Regions from separate parts of the Sus scrofa genome. Here region 1 is linked to region 2. The links are chromatin contacts, called in public HiChIP or PLAC-seq maps. All regions are on one chromosome and are shown on one strand. The core of a region is the stretch at or near the end of the contact, and the rest is flanking DNA. Distances in the headings are between cores, read along the strand shown.

What was found. HiChIP or PLAC-seq counts read pairs in DNA pulled down with a chosen protein or histone mark.
Region 1: a contact with region 2 is called in an H3K27ac HiChIP or PLAC-seq map of alveolar macrophages. The contact joins two enhancer-like sites. A contact is called at or near these places in 2 of 2 datasets of contacts at active chromatin or transcription factors (alveolar macrophages and skeletal muscle).

What each region holds. Positions count from the first base shown.
Region 1 is chr14:74,666,933-74,673,655 of Sscrofa11.1, forward strand. The region is part of intron 38 of CDH23 (cadherin-23); the gene reads left to right. It overlaps VSIR (V-type immunoglobulin domain-containing suppressor of T-cell activation), which reads right to left. Exons shown (of 7, transcript XM_005671045.3): 5 at 3,217-3,244; 6 at 1,588-1,784; 7 at 149-1,407. The coding sequence ends at 1,370. Among named protein-coding and RNA genes, the nearest start is that of VSIR, 23 kb to the right of the region's middle. Within about 2 kb of position 3,924, at least 21 of the 83 cell types and tissues checked have an H3K27ac peak or open chromatin away from gene starts, as enhancers often do. A contact at or near this core is called in alveolar macrophages and skeletal muscle, where this site is marked.
Region 2 is chr14:74,238,429-74,244,445 of Sscrofa11.1, forward strand. The region is part of intron 2 of SLC29A3 (equilibrative nucleoside transporter 3); the gene reads left to right. Among named protein-coding and RNA genes, the nearest start is that of SLC29A3, 18 kb to the left of the region's middle. Within about 2 kb of position 2,908, at least 18 of the 83 cell types and tissues checked have an H3K27ac peak or open chromatin away from gene starts, as enhancers often do. A contact at or near this core is called in alveolar macrophages and skeletal muscle, where this site is marked.

The DNA of each region.
Region 1 (6,723 bases), core at 2,674-5,173, 430 kb after region 2:
GGCAGACGAAGGTCCAGTTGAAACGATACCCTCCATAGCGCAGTGCCCAGGAACTTGGGGCAGCTCAAACTCGCCTCTCCGCCTCTCAGGCCCCACCTTCCGTTTTCACCCCCCGCCCCCAGTGAACAGAGACCCCTCCCCACTCCTCTCCATCCATTAAAACTTTTTAATTCCACCAAGGACGCCCCTCGTGTACGTGTAGAAAAACAAACCCGGGTCAGGCCCTGAAGCAGGAGATGGGAGCAGAGGGTCCAGAGCAGAGGGCACAAGCCTTTCCATGGACATGCCCGCTCCTCCCACCTGATAGGGTCGCTCTGCAGTGAAGGCTCAGCACAGACGGAATGGAACAGAATGGGGCAGGGAGGGATCCCTGGGCTTCAGGCCCCTCGGAAGCAGAGTCGGGGTTTAAACCCAGCTCTTAGCATCTGTCCACGGGGTTTGTTCGCACTGTTGCCCATGTAGTTTTTAATAGCACCCCTTCTTCAGACTCAAAAGTGTCACAGTTTGGGCAATACATTATGTGGTCACTATCTCCTTGACCACATGGTTCAGGGGCGGGGGAGCCCTCTCACCTTCCCAGCAGGCCCCGCCGGCTCCCCACCCCCACCCCCATCTGTGGTGGGTAGTGCAATCTCTGGCCTCATTCGCATTGCTCAAGAGGCCAGTTGGCTCACAGTGGCCACCGTGCCCCAGTGTATACTTCCCGTTTGGGGACCTCTGGCCAATGAACTGTGGGAACCAGAGTATAGGCAGTGGCAGCCCCAGATTTGCTTAACCTGTTGACAGCTCCTCAGTGAGTTTGCTGCTGGGAGGTAGCCAGGAAAGGCCCCCGTGGCCCAGGGCCAGGCAGGCCCAGCCCCGGAGCCCCCTGGGTACAAAGAGTGAGTCTGACAGATGAGCAGCCTCAGGTGAGATGGGGGAGCTGGGTCATCACAGTGGGGAGGAGTCTCTCCACAGCGTGTCTTGTGTCTCATGCCCGGAGGGGGGCGCTGAGAGGCATGTCCAGTGCCCACCTGCACCGACAGGTCCCAAGGCTCATGTCCCAGGGAGAGAGGCTGCCACGAAGCTGGCAGTTCTGAGGCTTCTGGGATGTAGGTCATTTGGCATCAGTAGCTGGTGAATTTCAGGCCTCTGGGGTGGGTTCCCAGCACCTGACTGTCTTTGAGACAGGGATTGAGTGATCCAGTACCTTCTCCCTTCTGCCACGAGGGGTCGAAGGTCAGACCATCAGGGGGACCTCAAAGAATCTGGGCTTGGAGCAGGAGGCAGGAAATGGGGCCAAGGCCAAGGGACCACTCAGAGGGCCAGCCCTGGCTCAAATGCACCTGCCCCAGGCCCAGCCACAGCTGCCTACTGGCACCCAGCTGGTCTAGACGGCCTCGGAGTTTGGGGAGTCGGGGACAGGGTCTGCAAAAGAAAGGAGAAGCAGAGTGAAGGGGGCGTGGCTCTGTCCTTCATCCCCCAACCCCACACCCTGAGGCTGTGACTCCCCAGGGAGGACGGGGAGTGACACTGATGCTTGGCAGGCCATGGAGAGGTCATGACCTTACAGGCTGTAGCACTGTGCGGGAAAAGAGAAGCTCTCACCTAGGGAGGGGAAGAAGACATCGCCGGGGCCTTGTGGAGACAGAGGAGTGTTGGGCTCAGAGAGCAGGTGCCGCCCAGACTCAGAAGGCTGCCGCTGGGCCACATAGGACAGGGGAGGCCTGGGTTTGGCCTCCACCATCCCCTGGGAGGGTGGAGAGTTCTCAAAGCCCGGGTTTTCAATTCCTTGAACGTTGCTGCTGGAGAATCAGAACCGAAGGTCAGCTGTGCTGCCAAGGCGAAGCCTCCGCCCTCTGCACCTGCCCCACTTCGCCGCTCCTTTCCCCCGCCAGGCCTCAGCAGCCTTTCCCAGCAGGAAGGGAGGATCCAGGGCTGCACTCTCCCGCTGGCCCTGAGCTAAGAGCAGCTGACCCCAGCCACACCATCGCCCCAGGCCCAAGCAGGAAGCCCAGGGCGGAGGCCCTCCAGGACCCTGGCTGCAGGAATCCAGGGACAAGTCTCTCTTTGGTCAGTAGAGTTCATGGCATTAGGATTGAATGCCTTGAGCTGAAGGGAGGCATTCTCCTCCCCATTTCCTGCTCTGGAGAGGGACAACCTCTGAGGATCTCACCAACTCTGAGATTCTAGCAGGATCACTAGCAGAACTTCCTGTGACCTGTCTGAAAAATCACCCCTTTCAAACACCCGGAGGAGCTTTCGATTTGGTGTTGCTGGTACCGGGGCCAAGTTCCTGAGTGTGGCTCACTCCTGAACATGACCTCCATGCCAGGCTGGGGGCCAGCTTCCTGCCCGGAGCGCACCACACACACTCCCCAGCCTCTGCACCCCTGCCCTGCCACCCTCCTCTGAGCCTGGTCAGCCTCTGCCCTTGAGGCCTGTGGTGGCCCGACAGCTTTCTCCTTGGGGTGCCCTGCAAGGAGGAGCCACAGCTCCAGGTGCACTGGCCTCCTTTGCATGTTTCAGTGTCTGCCCCGGGCTCAGCTGCTTCCTCTCCCCACTGCTACCCGGCTGACCACTGAGGCCCAAAGGTGGGTGCATCGCCCATCCAAGTTGGAGCTCAGCCTCCTGGCTGAGGGTTGGCAGGGAGCACAGCCAATCAGCACAGATGTGTAGCCCTCAGTGACAGATGGCAGATGCTCTTCTAACCAGCTGTGCCAGGCAGCAAAACAAGGGCCCTACTGCACAGAAGTATTTCCTTCCTGACAGCTGGCCCAGGGCACAGGGGGGCCCAGGAAGGCCTTGTCTGTTTTCTCAGCCCTGTCATGGTATAAGCTGTGACCAGAGAGGACAGGGGGAAAGAGCTGGTCTGTCCCAGTGGAAAGTTCCCCCCCACCTCCTTATGTACTAACTAGCCTCCATGAGCTTGAGGGTTCGATCCCTAGCCTCGCTCAGTGGGTTAAGGATCTAGCGTTGCCAGGAGCTGTGGTGTAGGTCGCAGAGGCAGCTCAGATCTGGTGTGGCTGTGGCTGTGGCGTAGGTCAGCTACAGCTCCAATCCGACCCCTAGCCTGGGAACCTCCATGTGCCACGGGTGTGGCCCTAAAAAAAAAAAAAGAAGAAGAAGAAGAAATGGCCCAGGGAGAAGCAGGAGGACAGAGAGCCTGCCAAGCTTTGAGTCAGGATGGGGAGAGACTGCGGGACGTGTTCTCGGGAAGGTCTCCATGGGCCTTACCTGTCCATCCGCACCAGCTCCTGGGCACCTAGGGACAGACAGAAAGAGAAGGCGGTCAGAAAGGGAAAGCCCGGAGTTCCCGTCGTGGCGCAGTGGTTAACGAATCCGACTAGGAACCATGAGGTTGCGGGTTCGGTCCCTGCCCTTGCTCAGTGGGTTGACGATCCGGCGTTGCCGCGAGCTGTGGTGTAGGTTGCAGACGCGGCTCAGATCCCGCGTTGCTGTGGCTCTGGCGTAGGCCGGTGGCTACAGCTCCGATTCAACCCCTAGCCTGGGAACCTCCATATGCCGCGGGAGCGGCCCAAGAAATAGCAACAATAACAACAACAACAAAAAAAGACAAAAGACAAAAAAAAAAAAAAAAAGGGGGGGAAAGCTCCTCCAGAGAGCATCTCTGCCCTGGCTGGCAATGCCCCTTGGGGAACAGGAGCAAGCCCAGGCAGGACTGTGCTCAGCCCTCACCCCACCTCTCTTCACTCAGTGCTCTGCCTAGCAGGTGAGGCCTCAGTGAGTGGCCCATTTTGTCCAGTGATAAATGAAATTCGGGCTCCCTTTTACAAATATATAGGACAATATTTGTTCACCAGGGGACCAAAGGCAGCCAGTGATTTCTCCTATGACTTCACTTTGATGATGTTAGACATTCAGGGCCAACCAAAGACCTGGCTCCTGAGTTGCTCTTTCCTGTTTGGACATTTGTCACGTTCTGGGCATCAGCCACGATTTGCTGAGCGGAGGTGTTGCAAGCTCAGTTCGTAATTAGAGTTCCTGGTTCTCTCTGTCCCATCCTCCACCTTGCCTAATAGGGCATCTTTCGAGGCAGCATCTCTTAGATGAACCTTAGGGGGGCTCGAGATCCCCATCCCTTCTCAGCTAGACTACTCCTTTCTACTCCACATCCAAGCTGCTGTCACCCTGCCCCACTTTGGGGGTTCCCCACCCACCCAAACTGGCCACCAACCAGATGCAATGACCCCAACTTCCTTCTTTCTCGCTGTTCCCCACATACTCCCACAGATCCTTCTCGTTTTGTAAGAGCTTCGCTGCCGATTACGATGGGGAAACAAAAGGTGGGGGAGGGACACAACAACAGAACACCCACGGGGAAGTTGCACACAAGTTCCTGAAATCTCTGAGGCATCGGAATCATGGCTCCTTGTTTACTGGGCAGCTCTGTATCTGGCTCCGTGTGGGTCTCGGCGTTCCCTCAGCTCATCCTCTCCGCCGCCCTGGGATAACGCGTGTCTGACTCTAGAGCAGCTGCCATGCTCACTGGCTTCCGCAGCACACAGCCTTGCTCAGAGCTCCTAGCCCTTTCTCTTTCTTTTTTCCTGAGTGTGGCTCATTCCCGAGCATGCCCTCCATGCCAGGCTCAGTGCCAGCTTCCTGCCCAGAGCGTGCCACACGTACTCCCCATCCCCTCCATCCCTGATGTGCCATCCCACTCCAGGTCACTCAACCTCTGCCCTGTGGCCTGACTCCTGGGATTTCGCAGGGACTTCTGTTCCCATAACCAGCAGCTGCTTCTCTAGCATCTAGGTCAAGAAAAGTGACCCAGGAGTTCCCATCGTGGTGCAGCAGAAACAAATCCGACTAGGAACCACGAGGTTGAGGGTTCAATCCCTGGTCTTGCTCAGTGGGTTAAGGATATGGTGTTGCTGTGAGCTGCAGTGTAGGTCACAGACATGGCTCAGATCTGGTGTGGCTGTGGCTGTGGCTGTGGCTGTGGCCAGCAGCTATAGCTCCGATTAGGCTCCTAGCCTAGGAACCTCTATATGTCGCAGGTACAGCCCTAAAAAGACAAAAAGACAAAAAAAAAAAAAAAAAAAGGAACAGCGACCCAAATCCACACTTCCTCTCCATTTCACACTTGGTTTCTCTGGGGTGGTCCCCTCTGGCATCTCTTGTGTCTGTCTCTGAGCCTGCAACAGGTCATTTTTTTTTCTTTTCTTTCCTTTTCTTTCTTTTTGGAAGGGGCAGGGGACTGGCCTCAAGAATACTTTTATTAGAAGATAAATTATTGATACCTTCCTGCTACTGCATAGAATATATCTGGGGATAAGGTGCAATGAAGCAGCTGCCCATCACAGAAAAGGGGATTGTTTAGAATTTCAGCGGACACCTCAACATTGATCATGGCACAGCCCAGGCCCCCACTGCCCTCCCCACCCCCCAGAGTCTTCCTTCACTGAAGCCCATCAGCAACCAGCTCACCTGTCCCTTCCTCTGGGAGGCCCTAAACTGCAGGTGTCCCAGTGTGGGGAGTGGGAGATACTGGGGCCCAAACCCCAGGCTCCCCATGTCCTCAGGCCACCCCCCACAGTGGTCTGGCCTGGAGATGACTGCTCTCTGATTTTCCTTCTTCCATCCTGGGATATGGCACCAGCCTTGGCTCAATCCCTGGGGACCCTATGAGGAAGACCAAGGCACCAAAGCAGGATCAGCAGCCCCCTCCCCAACCCCGCACCATCCTCATCCTCTGCCCAGAGGCAGCCTTGTGGTCTGGAGTGAGGGGGACAGAAAGCACCTCTCTATCTGGGAGCTGAGCCTAGCCGAGCATGTCTCTCATCCCTTCCCCACCTCCATGGAAGTGCTCCACACATGAGCAGAAGCATTTCTCTCCCGGGCTGAGCCCCTGGGTTCCTCTTTCGGATCCAACCCCTTTACCCTCCCCCACCCCAGATCCAACCCTAGGGTATTTGTGTCGTTAGGCTGTGGTGGGTTTTGTGAGAGCAATAGGATGACCTGGGAGAAAGGCAGAGATGGCCACAGCCCCTGAGTGACCCACTGACAGCCGGACAGACAGGGCTGTCAAGTAGTTACAGTCCCGCCAGAGCCAAAGCCAAAGCCACCTGGTGACAGAGCCGGCCTCTGTCAGTTACTTCTGCAGCAGACAGAGGAGATGAGGTAGGGGAGGCCATGCAAGGGCCCCACCCTTTCATTCCTGGAGGACTGGGCTAGCTGAGGCTCACGGGTGGGGTCAAAGGAAGGGCAAGGGGCCCTGTCACCCGAAGAGATGGGTGAAAAGGTATCTGTGGCCACAGTTTGAAACCTGGCTCCACTACGTACTCGCTGTGTGGTTCCTTAAAGGAATTGCTTAAATGCTCTGTGCCTCAGTTTGCTCAGCTGTAGAATAGGCCCAGAGGCAGGACCAAATTCTTAGTGGTGCTATGAGGAATAAGGGAGAATGATTATAACAAGCTCGGCGTGGTACCCGGCACAGCAGTCTTACAGGTTAGGGGTCCTGGGCTATGACACGCATGCTGATGAGTGTTTTTTATCATGCAATGGGTTTACGGTCCCTGAGAAGCGTGAGTTGAAAGCTTTGCGTTTGAGTCTTAGCTCTGCCACTTAGGAAGTTATATAACATTTGGTTAGTTATTTAGCCCTGCTGATCTTAGAATTCTTGCCCATAAAAGGAAAGAGCTGAACCAAGTTACCGCTAAGATCCCTCCCAGTTCTGATACTCCAAAGGTCATTTTGTCCCAATAATTGCTAGCAAAGCAA
Region 2 (6,017 bases), core at 1,658-4,157:
ACAAGCACAGCAAACAACAACAACAACAGAACAGTAAAGGGGGTGTTCCTGTCATGGCGCAGCGGAAATGAATCCGACTAGGAACCGTGAGGTTGTGGGTTTGATCCCTAGCCTTGCTCAGCAGGTTAAGGATCCGGCATTGCCGTGGCTTTGGCGTAGGCTGGCAGCTGTAGCTCCGATTGGACCCCTAGCCTGGGAACCCCCATATGCCGTACATGCTGTGTGTGTGGCCCTTAAAAATAAAAGGGTGGGGAGGCGCCTGCTATGGGCATCAAGGGAGTGAATAGGTGAGGAGCAGGGCATGGGGAGCTCGGTGACTGTGCGCTGGTACCAAGTTGTTGAGAATCCCATCCCAAACCAATCCCAGCCTGGATGCCCCGGTCCTGACAATGCCTCTAGCCCAGTCCCCTACTCTCTCCCTCACTCCTTGGATTCCAGAATCACCCTGGTTTTTCAGTTCATGAACACACCAAGCTCATTCACACCTTGGGGCCAGCTGTATGCTGTTCCCTCTGTCCAGGATGCTTTTCCCCTCATCCCTCACACAGTTTGTCCTTGAGTCGCTATTTACACATTATCATCTCACTACCCTCATCACCCTACTAGGCTCTATTGTACCCCCTTAATTGGTTTTTTCTTTTTATTGCATTTATTATAACTTGTACCCCCCCCCTTTTTTTGTCTTTTTGTCTTTTTAGGGCTGTACCCATGGCATGTGGAGGTTCCCAGGCTAGGGGTCAAATTGGAGCTGTAGCTGCCGACCTACACCACAGCCACAGCAATGTGGGATCCAGGCCTCGTCTGTGACCCACAGCACAGCTCACAGCAATGCTGGATCCTTAACCCACTGAGCGAGGCCAGGGATCGAACCCACATCCTCATGGATTCTAGTCGGGTTCGTTAACCATTGAGCCACGACCAGAACTCTCCCTCCCTTTTTTTAAACTTGCTATTGACCCACTTTTTGGCCTCCCTAGCCTATTCGTTGGGCACATAGAAAGTGCTCAGCCATTACTTGTTGAAGAAGTGAGTGAGCTCTAGAAGATCAACTGCCTGCCACATTTCTTGAGTGAATGAATGAATGATAAGTGCACAGCCCATGCCACCCCCTCCTTCCACTCCCTTCATGCCACCCCCTCCCTCCAGGCGACCTGTGGTTTTGCTTCCCTAGCTCCCTAGTACCTTCTGAAATGAACACCCCTCTTCAGCCTGGTATGTGACACCACCTGTTAGCCTCCCTCATCCCCTCGTACCCCATTATTTAACCAATCTAGAGTCCCCAAGATGTCCTGAGAAAGAACCAAAAGAAAGGGACAGGGCGCGAGGAGCTCCAAGGAGAGGCCAGGAGGCCAGGCTGCATGGAGAAGGAGGCAGACAAGCCTCGGACAAATGGGCCTGGCCTGGGGGTGGGGAGTGCGGGCAGGGGAAGGCCAGACCCAGGGAGGAGCTCCGTCGGGGGAGTTGGGACCCAGGGGAGTGAATGTGAGTCACAGATGACAGGGACACGGGCTGGCAAACCACTGAGCTGGGGTGACGGTGAAAGGGAAACCAAAGAAATTTTGCAGGTGAAAAGGAAACCAAGGAAACTGAAGCGAGGAGAGGACACCGAGGGAAGGAGGAGCCATGGGGCCTCAGGGGGCAGGGATGGCTTGGGGTTTCCCTTAAAGGCCTGTGATGTGGGAGCTTAGAGCCTGGGCTCAGCAGGCCACCCAGGCAGGTTGGCTGGCAGGCAGTGAAGAGTGTTCTGGAGGCGGGGACTGATGCAGGTGTGGGGGCCGCAGGGGAGATGAACTCCAGGGGCAGGGTTGCAGCACAGGAGGGAGGAACATAATGAGGGCCCTCCGGTGGCAGAGGGAGCAGGGGCTACTGAGCTGTTGAGGAGGGGGTGGGGGGTGGCCTGTGTGTCCAGGTGGGCAGCGCTGGAGGGAGCATGTGAGGGGTTCCTGTGGTTGTCCCGTAGCAAAGTACCACAACTCGGTGGCTTAGCACAGCAGGCATTTTATTCTCACAGTTCTGGAGGCTAGAAGACCAAAATCAAGGGACCAGCAGGCCCGGGCTCCCCCTGAAGACTCTAGGAAGAATCTCGCTCTGCTTCTTCCAGGGCCTGGGGGCTCCCAGTGAGCCTGGGCCTTCCTTGGCTGGGGACAGCACGACTCTGCTCTCTGCCTCTGTTCGCTGGACGCCCTCCCTGTGTGCCTGCCATCCCTCTCCCTGTAAGGACATCTGTCCTTGGCTTTAGGGCTCTCTCTGAGCCAATATGACCTCATCTCAGCTACTTATACCTGCAAAGACCCTGTTTCCAAATGGGGCCACATCTGAGGTTCTGGGTCAATGGGAATTTGGTGGGCACTCTTCAGCCCATTGCAGTGGGTGACATGTGGTGTCAGGAGCCTGAGGGTTCAGACCAGGCCTTGGGTCATGGGTGGACTGTGAAGAGGACCCTTTGAAGGAGACTTTCCCCAGAGCAGCCTAGGAGCAGGTGAGGGCGTGAACTGCCTTTGTGGGGGGTTAGGAGTAAAAGGCAGGAGGGGCCTGGTGGCAAGACACAGTGAAGTCAAAGAGGGTTTTTTCTTAGCCCAGCGGAGACCTCAGTGAGCCTCTAAGCAAAAGAGAAGGAAGAAGCAGAAGTGACGGAGAGAGAGAAGATGCAAACAAGGAAGCTGAGGACTCATGGTGGAGGCCTTCCAGAAGTCGGCTTTGGCAGGAGGAAGAGCCTCTCTTGGCCTGGAAAGCTTTACGCTGGGGGGAGAGAAGGGGGAGGCTCATTCTAGAAAACCTCAGGAATTATGCTTATCTTCTGGCAGAGCTTCCAAAGGAATTTTGAAAAAAAAAAAAATTGCAGGCCTTAGGGGTGGTGGTGATGGTGGGGATTCCAGGCTATTAAAGAGCAAGATTTACAGTGGCCCCGGGGAGTCTGGGGCCAAGCCTGAGAGGCCAAGCCCAGGCCAAGTGTCCGGCTGATGTTAGAGCAGCACGCGAAGATCTGATGGGGGCTTCTTTCTTTAGTGTGGCTACGTCATCTTTCCGGGCCTTACCTGAATCTGACCCCAGCTTTGTTCTGCCCTTGGGCCCCTGGCTACCGCACCCCACCTTGGTGGATCTGGGCCCCTGTTGCCCCTCCCTGTCTGACCCCTGGAATAGGCACTGCTCCTCCCTCCCTGCCCAGCCAGCCCTCCCTGCTTCCCCGGGCCCGAGGCCAACACACCCCTTAGCTTTCCCTGGGCCAGTGTCCCAAACAGGGGGCCTTGGAACCCGCAGGCAGACGCTAGCTGCACCCCTTATGGGGACACCTGCCCTCTGCTCACTTCTTGGCCTGCCTGGGAACAACTGTGGCCAAAGCCTGGATGCCTCCTCTGCAACGTCCAGAATCAGAACTTGGCTCTCGGCCGTCCGAAGGCAGCAAGTTTGCAATGGCAAGCTATTCTCGGTTCCAGGCTGCTCGCTGCTGCTAATTTCATGCCCCTGTGATCCAGGTAACGCTTTGCTGCCTTGAGCTGCCACCCCCAGGCTTGAATCGCTTTTTCTCGCCCCGCAGGAGCCCAGCGGCCTCTGCTGCCGAGCTCTGGAGGTGGGGGCCGCACAAAGCTGCCTCTCCAAACCGCCAGGTGGCCGGCCCCGAGCTAGCCGGCCTCAACTCGTGACTAATTTGCTGCACTTATTTGAAAGTGCCCAAATGGCACTGGGAGAGAGGAAACTTACCCAGGGCCTGCCAGAGATAAACGGGCTCATTTTGGGGGCCTCCCTGCACGAAGAAACCTCTTTACCTGGACTCTAAGCCCAGAATTAAAATCTTCCAGAAGAGATGCTTGGCGCGGCGCCTCTCAGCGTGGTGGAGAGAGGCAATGTTCTCCGTCGTAAAATGGGCCTCACATCTGGCCAGCTGGCTCTGGTGGGTTTTTAGATTGTGTTTGAAGAGCGTCTCTCCCGCCCCCTGGTGTTCACAGGCTGGGCCCGAGCGTCACAGATGAAAATGCGTTTCCTCATCTTCTTCACAAGTGGATGGATTCCTGTACCCTGGCCAGAGGGCCCCCCACCCCAACCTGCTCCCTGGGGGTCAAAGACACCGGGGGGTGCCCCCCTCCCACCACCGCCAGCTTCTGTCCACTGTCTGGGTTTTGATCCCCGCCCCCACCCGTCCTGGGGTGTCCTGCTGCGGTTTACACCCCGAGGAGAGAAGCTGGAAGCCTGCCCAGTGCTTCCCAGCTCTAATGTCCTCCTTCACACGATCTGTGCTTATCAGTAGACCGTGTCCATCCATTTCGGTGGCTGACAGTGGTGTGAGCTTTTCTCTTAATCTTTTTTTTTTTTTCCCCCTTTTTTAACACTACTCAGACCCACAGACCTGAAGAAATGCCCAAGGGAGTGGACCATGGGGTTCAAGGAGAAGAGATGGTTAACAGGGAGAGGAGGGAAATCAAGGCCTGTCATGTGCCGGCTGGGGCAGAGGAGGATGCCACCCCAGTGGAACCTCTGATCCCGTGGGCTGGTCCCTACTCACACCTGGGAAGCCATATGGGCCGCCAGACCTGGCCGCTGGAGCCGCCGGTGACACACCGCAGTCCCAGTGATGTGTTTAGGTTTGTGTGACTCAGAGGCAGGTAGCCTGAGCCCCAGTGGCTCTTAGGTTTGTGAAGATAACGATCTCCCATCCCACCCCTGTGTCAGAAAATCTTGCCACCAGCTCTCTCCAAGTGTGCATCTCTCTGCCATGCATCCACCTGTTAGTCTCAGGCCTCTCATCTGGAAAATGGGAGCAATCCCAGCCTTGCTCTTATAGGCTGTCCTAAGAGCAAATGGACTAGGATGGGCAGGCCACATGTAGGTAGTTTTTTTCAAATGTCAATCACCTGGTACTCTGCTTGGCTTCCACATCTGTACTTGAGTGACCCGGCAGGTGCCAAAGATGACCTTTGATGTTCCTGGTGCCAGAGGCTGAGCCCTAGGTAACTGCAGAGTGCAGGGGAGATAGTGAGGGGGCAGGGGCATTAGATTAGACTCTCAAGGAGCAGACGTTTTCTCCTCTGTTCTTCGGTACTGGGCCTCATATTGGGTCGGAGAATTCACAACGTGACCGATGGGGGCCACTCTCTCATTCGCACCCCGAGGGGGAGGGGTGGGTGCCATGGCTGCATTCCTGCCCCTCTGCCAGAGTGCCCAGATTAAATGGACCACACGGTGTTGTTCTGTCTCAGCTCAGCAGCTTCCTGTGATGCTGAGGAAACCCTCGGGGTGTGTGTGTGGGGGTCTGTTCCAACAAATGAACTCGGGTTAGAGTCCTGCGTGGCAAAGAAAGATCGCTCCCTGCCTTTGCATGTGCTGTTCCCACCTCTTGGAATGCCGTTTCCCTTCACCAGTGCCCCCACCTGCCCATATCTGTCTGGCAACCCCCCCCATCTTTCAGGGTGCAGTCCAAGGGAAGCCCCTGGCCCCGTACACCCTCCTTCTCCCCACTCCCCGTCCCTCATACCCATCGTTCTGCAACTGTAGGATTGCACCGGACTACACGCTCCCTGGGGAGATCAGGCGCCCTTGTCTTTTCTGTTTTACACACCAAGCCACCAGTACGGTGTTGGGTGTGCTGGGGCTTGCCATGTCTTCAGTCAACAAAGGAATAGGTACAACAGGAAGGGACGCTGATCGGGATGGAGAGTAGCCACCCAGCTGGGCTGAGAGCCATGGGACTGTAAACCTCTGGGTCTCCCGCCTACGGGGGAAGGCTTCCTGTCTCATAAAGTCCTGCCCTGCCCTCCTCCTGAGTCACACATGGTCTCCCACCTGCAGTTACACCAGCCCCAAACGGATCCCCAGGACCACAGGGTTTCTATGAGCTTTGTGAACAGGGCTGCCATGTCGCACAATTCTGAGGAATTCCTTTCATATCACAATCCGCACAACTGGTGCCCCCTGGGGTTGTGCAAAACCCAGCCTCTTCTGTCACATGAGGGGGCCCAGGGCCAGTGCCCTGGGGGTCTTCTCATTCCTCCACTGCATAGCCAGAGTCCTCAGGGTCCTTGGGT